Linked DNA regions of Pan troglodytes: region 1 is linked to region 2. The links are chromatin contacts, called in public Hi-C maps. All regions are on one chromosome and are shown on one strand. Each heading gives the region's core, a stretch centred on a gene start, on an enhancer-like site or on the middle of the called end of the contact. The rest is flanking DNA. Distances are from core to core; before and after follow the strand shown.

The links. A called contact is a pair of places that touch in the nucleus more often than the background predicts.
Region 1: a contact with region 2 is called in a Hi-C map of induced pluripotent stem cells, with 2.7 times the contacts expected there. The contact joins two enhancer-like sites. A contact is called at or near these places in 4 of 7 Hi-C or Micro-C datasets (blood, induced pluripotent stem cells and stem cell-derived neural progenitor cells).

The regions. Positions count from the first base shown.
Region 1 is chr7:111,757,651-111,761,266 of NHGRI_mPanTro3-v2.0_pri, forward strand. All of the region lies in intron 1 of GRHL2 (grainyhead like transcription factor 2), which reads left to right. Among named protein-coding and RNA genes, the nearest start is that of GRHL2, 30 kb to the left of the region's middle. Within about 2 kb of position 1,386, at least 1 of the 24 cell types and tissues checked has an H3K27ac peak or open chromatin away from gene starts, as enhancers often do. A contact at or near this core is called in induced pluripotent stem cells, where this site is marked.
Region 2 is chr7:111,568,176-111,571,868 of NHGRI_mPanTro3-v2.0_pri, forward strand. No RefSeq gene overlaps it. Among named protein-coding and RNA genes, the nearest start is that of ZNF706, 130 kb to the left of the region's middle. Within about 2 kb of position 2,021, at least 5 of the 24 cell types and tissues checked have an H3K27ac peak or open chromatin away from gene starts, as enhancers often do. A contact at or near this core is called in induced pluripotent stem cells, where this site is marked.

The DNA.
Region 1 (3,616 bases), core at 136-2,635, 190 kb after region 2:
CCTCTTTTCTGTTCAATCCCACGCAGCAGACAGGGTGATCTTTTAAAGGTCACAAGAGAACATCTTGTGTTTTTAAAAGATCACCCTCTGTATGGATTGAACAGAAAAGAATTTGATCAAGATGTTCCCTTCCTAAAGACCTCACATGAGTACCCTGTGCACTTAGCATACAAAATGTAAAATCCTAAAAGTGAATTACAAATCCTGGCATAATCTGGCCTCTGCTTATCTCTTAAGTTTCATCAGACACTGCCCTCTTCCTTCTTGAAACATTATGATCCAGCTATACTGCCCTTCATTTAGTCCTTCGATTGGGAGAAGTTCCAACCTGCCTCAGGGACCTTGCACGTGCTGTTCCTGTAATGACATTCCTTCCTCTTTTCCTTGAGAAATTCCTCCTCCTTCTGCAAGTCTCAATTTGTGTTTGAATACTTTCACAGTAACCCCATCCTAAGCAGCCCCATCTCAATCTAAATTAGATCCTCCATCAGTCTGAGTTCTTCGTGATGAATAATCTAAGATAGGATTACACATGCAATACTTGTATTAGGGGAACCACTTGTGAGAAAAAAATACAGAGGGAGCTGGCAAAGTGGGGGAGCTGTCAGACAACAATGTGAGTCTGACTTGGAGTGAAGGAGAGAGGGAGGAAATGTTGAGCAGAAGCTTCCAGGACTGCTGTGCAGTCTAAAGAAGATGCAGCAGGGCCATGGGGTGGGGGTGAGGGTCTCTGAGTCAGAGCCAGCCATCAGAGGAGTCCCTGTTCCCCAAGAATGTGCCGCTTTGGTAGTCCTACCACACATGATTGCTGGTTGGAAGCAGCCCATGGCGAAGTGTGGTCTCCGCACAAATGTGGTGACAAATTTCAGTGACAGGCAACAGGAGCTTTGGCCCATGATGCTTTCTGTGGTTGGAAGTGTTGTGAGGTGCTCCTGGCTACCACATGGTCCCCATGATATTTTCTCTTGTAGCACCCTGTACTTTTCTTCATTAACACTTGTCACATCTGCAATTGTATATTCTTCTGTCAGAGCTTCACCAGGGCAGAGACTGGGTCTGTCTTTTTCATCGCTGTATCCCAGTACTCAAAGCAGTACCAGCTCACAGTAGTTGCTCAGTTAAGACCTGTCAAATGAATATGATCTTAACTTTCATGGTTTTTAAGTAGCAGTGTTTCCGTTATTTAACAAGACATAACTTCCATGATAAGATTTTTTATTACATCTTTATACTTGGACTTATATACCTAGGGATTAGGACCGATTATAAAAAAATAGTTCTAAAAATGTAATTTTTTGTTAGCTTTTAGAGAACGCTGTGGTAATAAGCTGACTTGAACTAATCAATTCGTAGATGAAATGCTCCTTAACAGGAGAGACTGTGTCTGGCTTGGTCAACACTGCCCCCTGCACCTAGCTCAGAGCCTGTAGTACAGCAGGAGCTCAATAAAGGTTTGTTCAATGAACTGAGTGGGAAATTTAGGGCAGGGGTGTGAATGGAGGAAGCTGTTTATAATTTTGGTTTTGTCCTCATGGAAGAGTGCTTATATGTTTGCAAAGCACTAAAGATTTTCTTTAAATATATATTTTTATTATACTTTAAGTTCTAGGGTACATGGCCCCAGTGTGTGATGTTCCCCTTCCTGGCAAAGCACTAATGATTAACCAACAGTATGCAGTTGGTTCTTCATATCCAAGGTTCCAAAACTGTGGGTCTAACCAGCTGTATTTCAAAGATACTCAGAAAAAAAAACAATAACAATAATAACAGTAAAAAATAATACAAATGAAAACAATATAACAACTATTTTCCTAGCATTTACATTGTATTAGGTATTATAAGTAATCTAGAGGTGATCTAAAGTATATAGTAGGATGTGCATGGGTTATATACCTAAAATACCAGGCCATTTTATATAAGACACTTGAGCATCTGTGGGCCTGGAACCAATCCCCTGTGGATATGTGTCCTCCAGCAATTTGTCCTTGAATTATTTCGGTGTTAACAAAAATAACTGTGTAATCCCAGGGAAATGGTATAACCTCTCTGGACTTCAGTTTTCCTATTTGTAAGATGAGAAGTTTGGAGTGGATGATCATGAAGATTTCTTTGCAGCACTTGTGTGCTACAGGTCTATTCATAAACACAAAAACGAGTACCTCAGGCCATTGCCAAGCCTTACAAATACAAGTATGTTTATACATATACATATACATATATATATATACATATATATATATAAACATCTATATATATATAAACATCTATATCTGAGTTGTTTTGGAATTGAAGTTGCATGAAATATAACTTGCTTTTTTTTTTAACTTTAATTTCTAAATAGGCCTTCTGTTCATATACTGATTGGGACCACAAAGTAGAAATCTATTATTCTTTGTTTCTTTTTTTTTTTAGATGGAATCTCGCTCTGTCACCCAGGCTGGAGTGCAGTGGTGCGATTTCTGCTCACTGCAACCTCCGCCTCCCTGGTTCAAGTGATTCTCGTGTCTCAGCCTCCTGAGTAGCTGGGATTACAGGCACCCGCCACCATGCCCCGCTAATTTTTTTTTATTTTTAGTAGAGATGGGTTTCACCACATTGCCCAGGCTGGTCTCAAACTCCTGGCCTCAAGTGATCCACCCACCTCGGCCTCCCAAAGTGCTGGGATTACAGACTTAAGCCACTGCGCCCAGCCAACATCTATTATTCTTACAAGGAATGAAAGGGGATTTTTTTTTTTTTTCCATACAGGTTAAGAGAGAAAGGTGTACAATAAAAACCTCTTTCCTTGGAGAGGGGAACTGCATAAAGATGACTGTGACCATGCTTTTATGTATGAAGCAGAGGAAAGGAAATCAAGAATGTTGGATGCTATGGAGAGAAAACACCCAAAATTATTAGTTCCCCACTACCACCCGTCCCAGCTTGTTTCTTCAGTCCAGTACTTTTATATCCACTGAAAGTTTGTTTTTTTTTTTAAGGGGGGTGGGGTCTCACTGTGTCACTCAGGCTGGAGTGTGGTGGCACATCACGGCTCACTGCAACCTCAATCTCCAGGCCTCAAGTGATCCTTCCACCTCAGCCTCCCAAGTAGCTGGGACTACAAGCATTCACCACCATGTGTGGCTAATTTTTTAAATTATTATTTGTAAAGATGGGTTTTTGCCATGTTGTCTGCTTGGTCTTGAATTCCTGGGCTCAAACGATCCTCCCACCTCAGCCTCTCAAAATGTTAGAATTACAAGTGTGAGCCACTGGCCCAGCCTTCTTTTCCATTTATATTCAGTTGCATAAGCTATATATATATTTAAAACCACTAAATAAAGACAAATCACGTACCATCCCACCTCCAAAAGTTACTTGTTTTGTTTTCTTTTGGTTCATAACCTTATTTGTTTTGACTCACATACTTATTGGTTTAACACAGTTGCTACCATAATCACCAATCATCAGGTGCGTAATAGAATGCCCCACCATTTGGATTTGTCTGATGTTTTCTCTTCAAGATGTGCCTCTCTCAGGGTATAACTTGGTTAAGGTAGTAGCTGCCAGGTTTCTGCACTGAAAAATCACTGTTTTTCTCTTTCCAAATAATTGAATCACTTTGGATTGTTTATAT
Region 2 (3,693 bases), core at 771-3,270:
TAGGTGCTCAATAAATGCTGCTTCTCTCATATCCTCTATCCCTTTCTGAGCTCCAAAGAGACACTCTCAGGCCCCACCCTATGAGTTAGGCATTCTTTCCATTTAAGGGATGAAGAAGCTGAGGCTGTGAGAGAGAAAGGCCAGATTCATCCCTCTGTACTCTACCCTGTCAGACATGGAGGCCGTTACATAAGAAATATTTTTGACTGGGCACAGTGGCTCATGCCTGTAATCCCAACACTTTGGGAGGCCAAGGTGGGTGGATCACCTGAGGTCAGGAGTGTGAGACCAGCCTGGCCAACATGGGGAAACCCTGTTTCTACTAAAAATACAAAAATTAGCCAGGCTTGGTGGCGGATGCCTGTAATCCCAGCTACCCGGAAGGCTGAGGCAGGAGAGTCGCTTGAACCCAAGAGGTGGAGGTTGCAGTGAGTCCAGATCGCGCCATTGCACTGCAGCCTGGGCAACAAGAGCGAAACTCTGTCCTCCACCAAAACAAAACAAAAGAAAGAAAGAAAGAAAGGAAGGAAAGAAATAATTTCAGGCTTGAGGATTGCCTGAGCATGGAAGGTCAAGGTTGCAGTGAGTCGTGAACATGCCATTGTGCTCTAGCCTGGGTGAGAAAGTGAGACCCTGGAAGGAAGGAAGGAAGGAAAGAAAGGAAGGGAGGGAAAGAAAGAGAAAGAAAGGAAAGAAAAGAAAGAAAAAGAAAGAAAGAAAGAGAAAGAAAGAAAGAAAGAAAAAGAAAGAAAGGGAAAGAAAGGAAGGAAGGAAGGAAGGAGAAAAGAAATATTTTGTACCACCTTCCTCCCCCATTTTACTAGGCTGAAACAAAATTAATAAATAATATATGCCTAATTTCAAAAAATCAACACAATGCCTTAGAGAAGAAATAAAAAGATAGTAACTTGCCATAAAATAATACGTATTTCAGTAGACAGAGGTGGAGGCCCGATTTTGCTAGAAGCCAACAGGAAGTAGGCAAACACTTGGCCTCCTACATGGAACCCCACAAATGGAGCTGCTGCACATGTTAACCTCAAGTTTCTCTGACATAGTGAACAACTCCCAACAAAGCTCTGAATAAAACTAAGCCTAGTCTTCTCCCCAGTTTGCATAGTACTTGCATTGCTGAAAAATTCAGTGTGAATTAAACTGAATATTTTGTTTACATACCAAACTGAATTAGCTTTTATGCTCAGAAGTTTATCAGCAGGTTGTTCATGTACATAAAATTTCAGTGAGACATTCCAAAGTCATGCAGAAGAAGAGACAGTTTCACCTGGCAGGACTGTCCTGCACATTGCAGGGTGTCCAGCAGCCCTGGCCCTGTGAAAAGCCAGTAGTGCTCAACATCATGAGGCCAGCCACGAGCAGCCCTGAAGAGCACTGTGGACAGAGCCCACAGGGAAGTAGGCCCTGGGAACACCCCTTCCTGTACAGAGGATAGACTGAGAAACTGTAGAGCTGCCGAAGGGGGCAGCTCTGAGGCTGCTATAAATGTCTCTAAATTTTTTTCTAAGCTGCATTTCTAAGACTATTTCTTACCATTAAACCAACTACAGATCTTGATCCTCTGATGCAAATCTTGATGCCTATTAGCTGGTTGCACTGGTGAATGCTAAATGAGTTTTAGATTTTAATCCTGTGACATTCAGTCCTCTGAAGACCTGCTTGATACTAAGACCTTACATGCGGAAATTTACCTACATGCAAATGGACACATCTGCTGAGGCCGCATGCAAAGCAACTCTTCAGACACTCAGAATCAGCAGATCCTTGCCCTGGGGAAATGCTGTCCCAGCGCTCTCTAAGCCAAGGCGTCTTCTGGTACTTTCTCGGGAGATCCCTGTTTTGTTTATTGTGCTTTCCTATGTGCAAATCACATTTGCATAGCTGATTAGCTACATTTCCAGTGGGCTTGTATTCCTCTGGGGTTTTGAAGAGCCCTTAGAATTTGTCCTCTTTAGAGCAAGATTTTCAGGCCACGAGCAACCGGGAGCTCCCAAACTTGCCACTAGGGGACTGCTTTTCACCGGCCCTGCTGAGCGGCAGGTGCCGGAAGTTGTGTCTGGGGGAGGCGCTGGCTCCTTCCTGCTGGAATTTGTACCAGGGCAATCAAGGTCTTTCCTGCCCTGGCCCTGCCACGCTCTGGACTCCCACTCCGTTCTGTACACTGCCTCCTAGCATCCTATCTACACAGACCTGAAAAATAAAAGGCAGTAAAAAACTCTTTGTTTTTGTTCACTCTCATCTTTCTGCTGCTTTTCTGTCTGACTGAAGCTTTCTCCTGCTTCCAGGCCTCAGAGAAGCCGTGCTGGCCCCAACCAGGTAATACTCTATCCTATAGAGCAGCATTTAATACACAGCCGGAAGTGGGATCGGGTCTCCACTTCTGGCTGCCTTCCTTTGGGATCAGGATTAGCAGCTGCTCACAAGTGGTCCCTTAGCATCCTGGGCATGAGGTCCATCGATGCACTTACTTTGCTCCACCATAGTGGTCCCTTTGTTACTGGCAAGGCTAGGAGCTTCTGGAGAATGAGACCATGCATTTGTTTGTTTTTCTAGTTTTGTGGCTCCTATCTTTAGCAAATCACTGCACAGGTAATATGCACTCAACTACAGTTGATTGAATTAATAAATTATCACTTTCAGAGCTAAAAGAAAGATCACTTACTCTACGGATCATCACGGGCCCAGAGAAACACAATAGCTTGGCTAAACTAAAACAGCAAGTTGTGGTTAGGACTCAATCAAGTTTCAAACCCTTGGTTTTTAAAAATCTAGCCCTATGCACAAGAACATTTTTTTCCCCATGAGAAACACTGCAATCCGGTAAGAACTGGTGCTCCAATGATGTTGCAGCCAAGTGATACAGTTTCGATATGTGTCCCCACTCCTCATCTCATACTGAAATGTAATCTCCAGTGTTGGAGGTGGGGTTTGGTGCGAGGTGATTGGATCATGCGGGCGGATTTCTCATGAAAGGTTTAGCACCATCCCCCTTGGTGCTATCCTCTCAATAGTGAGCGAGTTCTCTTGAGATCTGGTCTTTTAAAAGTGTGTAGCGCCTCCGGCCTTGCTTTCCTGCTCCCGCCATGTGAAGTGCCTGCTTCCGCTTTTGTCTTCTGCCATGAGAAAGCTCCATGAGGCCTCCCAAGAAGCAGATGCCACCATGCTTCCTGTACAGGCTACAGAACCATGAGCCAACTAAACCTCTTTACTTATAAATTAACCAGTCTCAGGTATGTCTTTATAGCAATTCAAGAACAGACTAATACACCAACCCTCAGCAAAGGTTTACTGAATGAATCAATGAATTGACAGAACAATGAATGAATGACTTATCTCTTTGTATTAAACTCTTTAATATGAAGTAGACACACACACAGAAAAGCACACGAGTTATAAGTAAATAGCACAAAATTCCCACAAAATGAACACTCTTAAGTACCACAAAAAACTAACTACCAACCATGTCAATAAATGAAACAATACCAGCACCCCAAAGCCCACTTCATACCCTTGCCCAATTGCTGCCTATTTCATCCTCTCCACAAGCAACCACTTTCCCAACTTTTATCACCATAGATTTGTTTTGCCTGTTTTTGATCTTTATGTAAATGGCATAATACAGTATGATTTCTTTATGTTTGCCTTTTTTTTTTTTTTTTGGCTTAACATCGTGTTTAG